Regions from separate parts of the Zea mays genome. Here region 1 is linked to region 2. Evidence: chromatin contacts called from public Hi-C data. All regions are on one chromosome and are shown on one strand. Each heading gives the region's core, a stretch centred on a gene start, on an enhancer-like site or on the middle of the called end of the contact. The rest is flanking DNA. Distances are from core to core; before and after follow the strand shown. Region 1 has its middle 85 kb from the start of LOC100502532. Region 2 holds the start of LOC100284498 (CASP-like protein 2C3).

What was found. A called contact is a pair of places that touch in the nucleus more often than the background predicts.
Region 1: a Hi-C map of ear shows a contact between it and region 2, with 1.9 times the contacts expected there. The contact joins the enhancer-like site here to the promoter of LOC100284498 in region 2. A contact is called at or near these places in 7 of 25 Hi-C or Micro-C datasets (ear, endosperm, leaf and 3 more).

What each region holds. Positions count from the first base shown.
Region 1 is chr9:112,456,753-112,460,810 of Zm-B73-REFERENCE-NAM-5.0, forward strand. No RefSeq gene overlaps it. Among protein-coding and RNA genes, the nearest start is that of LOC100502532, 85 kb to the right of the region's middle. Within about 2 kb of position 1,724, at least 4 of the 20 cell types and tissues checked have an H3K27ac peak or open chromatin away from gene starts, as enhancers often do. A contact at or near this core is called in ear, where this site is marked.
Region 2 is chr9:112,268,508-112,272,726 of Zm-B73-REFERENCE-NAM-5.0, forward strand. LOC100284498 (CASP-like protein 2C3) reads right to left here and starts at 2,227. Exons shown (of 3, transcript NM_001366700.1): 1 at 1,849-2,227; 2 at 1,614-1,758. The coding sequence starts at 2,015.

The DNA of each region.
Region 1 (4,058 bases), core at 474-2,973, 190 kb after region 2:
AAGATAGCTAGGAGACTACATGATACAACCGATAACCCCTACATCATAAATATAGTTAAGAGATAAAATGTATAGAGAGTCGTATAAATACGATCTCTTCACGAAGAACTCGTCTTATGTTTTTTTTCACTTTGCCCTCTTAAAGACCACTCAAGAGGCTCTCTAATTAATGGGGTTGTGCATGTCCTTATGTTATTCTCAACGATAGTTTCATTCACATTTAATAGTGTGTCATATCTGTATTTTAGATGGCATGGCATAGCATTTAATATGAATGAGTTTCATGTGATGAAATTAGTTTCATGGTGATGAAACCATGTCAACCCGTTTCCAAGGTCATGGAAACCGTGTGTAATTTTCATTGAGAGTGATTTGTTTAATCTTCACATATTTTACTAACTTTTATTGGTTATTTAGTTGCAACATTTAATTGTTATGTTAGTCTATGAAATAGTGAAATAAAATTTTGTATTGAAAGACATTGTTTCATTCTTAATTTTATCACACTTTTAATGATGTGACAGTGCTAGAAAGAGCAAATTGTCATTGAGAATAACCGTTTACGTATGCATATAGTTTGGAACATGATTGAAAGAGTTCATATATAGATCCAGGAGCTAAACGTTTTAGCTCTACAAAATTTAGATAAAAGAAAAAAAAGACAAATCCAGTGGCTAGACCGATAAATTTGGTAAGGCCAAGTTTGGATCCTTGAATTGAATTCAATTTTAATAATCGTAATTTAAACATAGATAAATTAAATAATATAATTTTATATAAAATATATTCATATACTATTGTTAGCCATACGGAGAAGGTATTTTTGTCTACATTTTTACTAGAGGCAAGCAAACCAAAGTGCGCGTCACAAGTTGAAAAGTAGAAATATATACTAGTGATGCATAAAATCAATTTCCTCCCTTTATTCTATGAATTTAGGGTAAGCTTAGATCAAAACTTTGAAAAGTAGTGGAATATCAAATTCTAAACTAAATAACCTAGTTTATTAAATAAATTTTATTTCCTTATTATTTCCTTCAAAATAAAGGTATCCAAATGGACTCTAATTGAACTCTTGAGGGATGTTCCAAATACACAGGTATAAGACAGGTTAAAATACGGTTTCCTTAACTAAAGTTTAGTTAGTGTCTCCACCTCGAGCATATAGAGCCAAGATATGGTCTTCGCTAAGAAATATGTCTTGAGTTTTTTCGATTGAAGATCATTATGCATGCCCGGAGGTTGCTCATTCATTTTGTTACAATCCATGTTCATTTTCTCGTCTATTGAGGCTGTGCGCAACGCTGCCCCTGGCAATCCCCCTCCCCTTGCATGCCGGCTGTAGGGGGCATCCTACGGCCGCAGCGGTGCCCCCTACAGCGCCCCCTACGTGTCGGCACCCTTATCTCTCCCCCCAGATTTAGCATATCACTGTTCATCACCCTAAACACTATGCTGTGGGTCCACGAGTAATTGTTAGTAGATAAAAAATTGATAGTTAATATAGAAAATGATATTTTATAGTTGTAGTGGGGTATAGGGGAGTATTTAGGGGGAATTGCCGCGGGAGATGAAAAAATAGGGGGGGAATAGGGGAAAAAGTGATATAGGGGAAAATTTTTAGGGGTAACGGTTGCGGATAGCCTGAATCGCCGCCTGGCTCCTCCGTTCACGGCTCTGTCGTCCAGCGCTTGTGCCGCCGTGCCGGTATGTCCCATGTCCCACACCTAGCCCTGTCGTTCAGCGCTGCGCAATATGCATGCTCTGTTGTCCCCTCCTCCCGGCTCCACGTCTGTCCGCTCCGTCCAAAACCCAACTGCCACAGTGCCACCTCACCTCTTCATCTGATCACGACAACCTGGATTCCATTGAAGGGTCTAGAAGAACGTAGAGAGAAAGATAGAGGATACATGGAAGAATTGAGGAAACTGGGGAAGGAAAATAAACAACAGCATTCTAACAATTTGATACCTCATCCTGGTGACAACACTGCTCCTTTGTATTGTTTCCCTTAGCACATGGATCGGCATGGGCCGTTAGACTCACATTCCCTAACAGCCCCGTCCCTCCTTCCTCGCACTTGCCCGTTCCACATCAGCCGCCACTGCACCCCCACCTTGTCTCCCCCCTGCATGGTTTTGCCGCCCTGCAACACGTTGGACCTGGACGTCGTTCCCCATGGCAAGGAAGATGAGCATGCCATGGTTGTTATGCATGTGTTCTTTTGGGCTCATGAATTCAACAACATAACAGGTCATTTCAATCAAAATCTCTAATTATTGGATCTGGAGCTGTAAGCAGAACCCATTTCTCACATGTACGACGATGACTCGATGAGTTGTGGGCAGCCCGGCAAGGTGAGGGCTGCATCATCCACGAGTGATAATTAAAGGAGACGAAATAAGAGCAAAGGTGGCGAGCTGAGGCAGTGACATGCCTAACAAAGCGAGTGCAGAAAAGAGGTCGACTAATGGTGGCGGGAGAGCCCAGCTGGGAGCCATCGACCACAGCGAGGACACATGTTAATTGAAATGTTTGCTAGCTGGTGGATGAATCTTCAGGTGTTGGCGGGCTATGGAGGCATAATAACCGGCCACCTACTGTGTCTCTCCTCAATCATCTTCATCCCCAAATATCTGTTTAATGTAAAAAAGTACAGTTATTTTGTTAACTTCTACTATAACATGGTTAGCAAAACAGCTATATGGAGGCATAGAGCAGCTATATGCACAAATGACACTAAAATTTTTTTTGAAGCCTTTGCATTATCCTATAACTCCTAAAAAATCTCACAAAGAAGCAAGCATCTGATCATCTACTTGTATTCTAATATTTATCCATAATAAACTTCTGATCTGAAAATCGGTAGCATGTGTGGTCTGCTGACAGCAATCTGCTAGAGCTCTATCGTTTGTTCTCCAGTCAACCGGCAGTGCTGTCCCAACAATCCTGAAGTCCGGACCCTCTTTCATTCTCGTCGATCCAACTGCTGGACGAAATCCGTCCAACGCTCTGTCCTCAAGCACTTCATTCTGCCACATGACGCACACCCATAATAAGCGGAATGAAGGAGATGCCATTTGCGAGGGTTGTCGTACATATGTTTGCCGACATCAGGGATGTCAGCAGAAATAGGGGTACCGAGGTTGGAGAGATCAGAAGCCGGGCCGATGCCACTGAGAAGCAGCAACTGGGGATTCCCCAGCGCAACTGCTGAGGGTTAGTTTGAAAACTTAAATCACTTCCACGAATTACGGGGATTGAGTGAAAAAAAATAGTTTATTTTTCTCTTAATTCTCGGAAATTCCAGAGGGAATTTAAGTTTTCAAATTAGAACTGAAAGTATAATCTTCCCACCTGGGCGCAGGAGGGCTTGACGCTGATCGAGGAGACGGTCCTGGTACACGACACCAATTGCTGCAACTGTTGGTCGTGGAGACCTTCCACGGCGCACAGCTGGCCAATACAACAAAATGGAAGTGGTTTGTTCAGTCGAAGTTGCGCAGGACAAAAAGAAAAAAAAGTTAAACTCCAAAGAGCTAAAATACTATACTTGTACAAAACAGTCCAATGACAAAAATTGGATGCAAAATGCATTCTGCCAAATAAATACATAGTCTTATTCACCGGAACCTTTTTTTAGGAGAATTGAATGAACAGAAACCAATTCAGGAAAAGGTTTTAGCATGATCGTCTTTATTTTGGGTTCAAATCTTGCAGAGGAATAGTGACGGCATCAGGAGATCCAAAAGACACCATTGACGATCCAGAGTTTACTAATAATAAAGCTTTAAAAGGACTATAGGCAATGTTTCTGGTATATGCAATCGACTCGTGCAAATTTCTATTTGTCAAAGCTACAACCTACGATGACTTAAGGTGGGTTGCAACGCCGCAATGTAACGATGCGCAGTCATCATACAGACATCTCTATCCAAACTACCACAAGGGCCCAGAAGTAGTTCGCACCAGCTGAGGACCCTGTTCTGCGACAAATCAACTCTGAAAGAGGTTTTTGTTGCAAGCTGGAGTTGTGATGCCATTCCGGCCATCCTTCC
Region 2 (4,219 bases), core at 977-3,476:
TGAAGAGGTTGCATTATAGACAACCACATACAGCAAGCAAAGCCGCTTCTTATTAATGGGCGCGCGGATGGCCAATCTTGGTGTGCTTAATGAGACCACAGTGATGCAGATGAGAGGTGCAGCAAACGCTCTCTTAAATTTCAATCATGTATGGCGAACAACCCATTTCTGTAGGGATGAACACCTTTGTTTATTTTATTTTATTTTATTTTTTAAAAAATCATTGTACGTAGAAGGAGGACTGATGAGCGCTTTGTATATACAATTATACAAATAACATTTCAATGCAGCTGCATGTATGGGGGCCTGACAAGTGTACGTTGGAGCAGAGTACAGTGTAGTGTCATGCATGCTGCCGTGTGCTATAGGTAACACAGCTGTCGGATGAAAGGTGCTAGTCACTAATTCCAAAATGAACCAGTCCTTCCTCGCAAGGATAAATTAACTTTCAATCTTATCTCAGGTTAAATCATTTTAGGCTCCACCAAATCTATAAAAAACAGTAAGATTCATGGCACTTAATTAATATACACAGTCCACAGATACATCGTAGACTATATTTTCATGATATGATGCTCATTTAGTGTATTTATATTTTTTCTAGGAATTTAATCATTTAAAAAAATAAAAACAAGTGATTTAAGGTAGCTCAAGGAATTTAATTGTTTAGAAACAGTGTGAATGTTATATAACTACGGGATGTTCTTTTCAGAGCATATTCAAGTAACTGACTAAAAGCAGAACAGTACTCTGATGCTACTATGTGTCTAACGAGAGACGACATCGACACAACAACGTACGAATGAATGCCCAGGCTTGTGAAGCAAAGGGTTGGCTACTCGACTGTAGCCTAGTGCTGGATATCGAGTCAGCCAGACTCAGCTCGTTAAGGTAACAAGAGCTAGCTTGGTTTGACTCGTTAGTGAACCGAGTGAAAGAAGGCACAACTCGTTAAGGTAACGAGAGCTGATTTGGTTTGGCTCGTTAGGAAAACGAGTGAAAGAACAAGCTCCAATCGACATATTTATAAGCTCGAGCTGACTCATTTAGCTTGCGATCCAAAAAACAATATATATATATATATATAACAATATAATTAATTAATAGTTAATTCTAGACCAAGTTGACACTAAAAAAGTAATAATATTTACAATTTCATATAGCACATCAATATAACACCGATTTAACAAAGTTCAATCACTTATTAGTTCATCTAATATAAATACGGACTTTGTTTTTTAATAAATAATTGCTCGTTAGAGCTAACGAGCTGACTCATTGATAAACCGAGCTAATATGCTAGCTCAACCTGATAAAATTGAAATGAACCGAGTTAGTTAAGTCGAGTTAAGCTAGCCATGAACCGAGTAAGTTAACAAGCCACAAGTATTTTGTACTCTAAAGTTTGCACAGATTGAGCAGTTTCGTCTGATTTACTATGGGTGTGTGTTTCATTCCATTTGATTGGTTTACGTCGTCATTTAATCGTGAGAGTGGCCAAAAGGGGACATCCGAAGATTCTTGCAAGGAAAGGCGGAACCAAAGAAAAACTTCCTTTGATCGGAAGGAGATGGCGCAAGAAGCGCGGATGGAGCTGTTGGCCCTTTACTTACCTTGTCGAGCAGGAGGCATGTCCAGGCCAGAGCCCTGCTGCTCCGGCGGCAGGGGCGCGCGCCGCCGACGCGGCCGAGGTAGAGGCACTTGAGCAGCTGCAGCAGGTGGTAGCCCGCCGCTGCCGCGGCCGCCATGGCCAGCACCCTGCGGCAGGGCAGAGAGGTTAGAATCCATGCGATGCGCACGGACACAGCAGCAGCGCCGGTGATCCGGAAAGCTGTTAGTACTAGTTACCAGAGGGCCTGGACGTCCTTGACGGTGGCCTTCTTCCTGACGAGCAGCACCGTCTCCGTCTGCGTGCTGAGCCCCACCAGCAGCGCGGCCGCCGCGGCCAGCGCCGCGCACGCGCCCCGCAGGAGGCCCTCGGCCTTCACCTCCGACACCCTCGCCGCGGCCGCCATCGCTCTGCTACCAGTAGCTGCGACTGCAAGCCCTTGCCACGATCGATTCCCCTGCGGCTGCAGGCAGGCGCGAGGCGCGTGAAGAACGCTGGCTAGCGCTTGTGACCAGTCGTGGGCGTGGGCGTGGGCGTGGGCGCGCGCGGGACGTGCCGAGCGAGAGCGGGCACCCAGTGGTTTTCGGCGGCGTTTCCCCCACGCGACGCGACCCCTGCAGGCGAGTCCGGATCCACCTCCGGTCTTATAGCCAGGCAAACCTGGGCACGGTCGGCGTCGCACGGTTGATGGGATCCAAAAGGACATGCGGCGAGCTGGCGGCAGTTAAATGGGATGGGATTATGGGAATATGGGATCCCAGAAGGACACGGCTAGTACAGTAGTAGTAGGAGTGCCGTTTTTACGGCAGGGGACAGACTAGCCGTGTCGTGTGACTGTAAGTAAACATGGGGCCTATTGCTGCCATATGGCATCCAGCAGGCACTCGAACCCACCGCACGTACCGGTACAGAGTTCACGTGCATCAGTGTACTAGGAAACGTGCGGAGCCATCAATCGTCGTCTTCAGTTGCAACGGTGGAGCGGAGGCAGGCAGCTAGAGCGGATCGGAATCTCGGAGGCTAGTATAGCAAATGCAGGCTGCTCCAACGCAACGCAGTGCAACTGCCCGGAGCACGACGTTTTGCTGTAGGATAGCGCACTGTGCAAGTCCGCCTCGATCCCGTGCTGCGTTCCGTCGCCTTCGCCTTTGCCATTGGCACAGGACGTTTCCTTCTCCGACAGCTCGCCGGAAAGGTCTAATCCGCCGGACGCAGCCGTCCGCAGAGCACCATAACCTGTCTGTCACTTCACCCGAATCATATAATCTTGGCCTACGCCACGCCAGCCGAGTTCTTGGGCTTTTGAGGTCTAGTCTGATAGTCTCCACTCTCTAGGACAAGGGCGGTAAGGTTTCCTGGTTTCCTGCGCGAATCAGACGAGGCTCGTGGTGGTGCCAGAATCGTTTCGTGCAACATCTCAATTCTCAAGCGACGCCTTACCATTAACAACCACAATGCAGGCTCAATTTATTTTGAGCGGCCTGGTTAAGAGTCGTTGCAGATAGTTTTTTCTCTAAGGACTAGTTTGGTGGACCGATCTATTTAATAGTGTTGTGGCTCAAGCTGACACTATTCAAAACGGGCTCGTACCGGTCTGACACGAGAGCCGTGTCGTGTCTAGGCTGTCACCTTGGCCCGTAGTACTGATCTAATCCGACACTATTATATTTTTGTTTTTGTATTAACAACATTTATATATTTACATTACCTATTCGACTTACAATATAATTGAATTCCAGTTCGATTGGTTAGTAGAGTGCGACATCCTCCATTACGAAATTTGTGGCTTTAGCTTCTAATTGTATTTCTGCGTAGACTACATTTGGTACAAAAGTTAAGACTTTACAATGGTTACAATGCGTCGTGGCCTGGCCCGTGGTCGCACGACCGTATGAGTTCGGCGGCCTTGGAGTATTGGATTTGCGCCTCATGGGCTTGGCTCTTCAGGTTCGATGGCTTTGGCTTCAACGCAATCCCGCGGACGATGGCCGGGCCTGGACGGAGCTACCTCTGAAGGTCGCCCCAGAAGTCCGGTGCCTGTTCCATGCGTCTGCGAACTTTGAGGTCGGCAACGGGCAGCGGACGTTGTTCTGGAAGGACAGGTGGGTCGCCGGTTCGTCGGTCGAAGACATCACTCCTGCGCTGATTGGCCTCGTGGCCAAACAGACAAGATCGTCACAGTCCGTAGTCGTGGCCTTGCAAGGGAATCAATGGATCAGAGAACTGAGGGGAGGATTTTCGGTTCAGGCGATCTCTCAATACCTGAAGCTGTGGGACGCTGTGCGAGAGATCAACCTTTCTCCTTCGACCCCGGACAGGTTGTTGTGGCGTTGGTCGTCTGACGGCCATTTCAGTGTGCGATCGGCGTACCAGCTGCTCCATGAAGGCTCTCTCCACCTACCCGAGATCGCGATCGTGTGGAAGACGTGGGCGCCGTTGAGGGTCAAAATCTTCTTGTGGCTTGCCTGGCGGAGGCGGCTCTGGACCGCAGACAGGCGACGGCGTCACGGACTCGATGCGAGAACCACTTGCTACCTCTGCAATACAGCGGAAGAAACTTGCGACCATCTACTGGCCACTTGCAGCTTCTCCCTTCGAGTTTGGGATGGC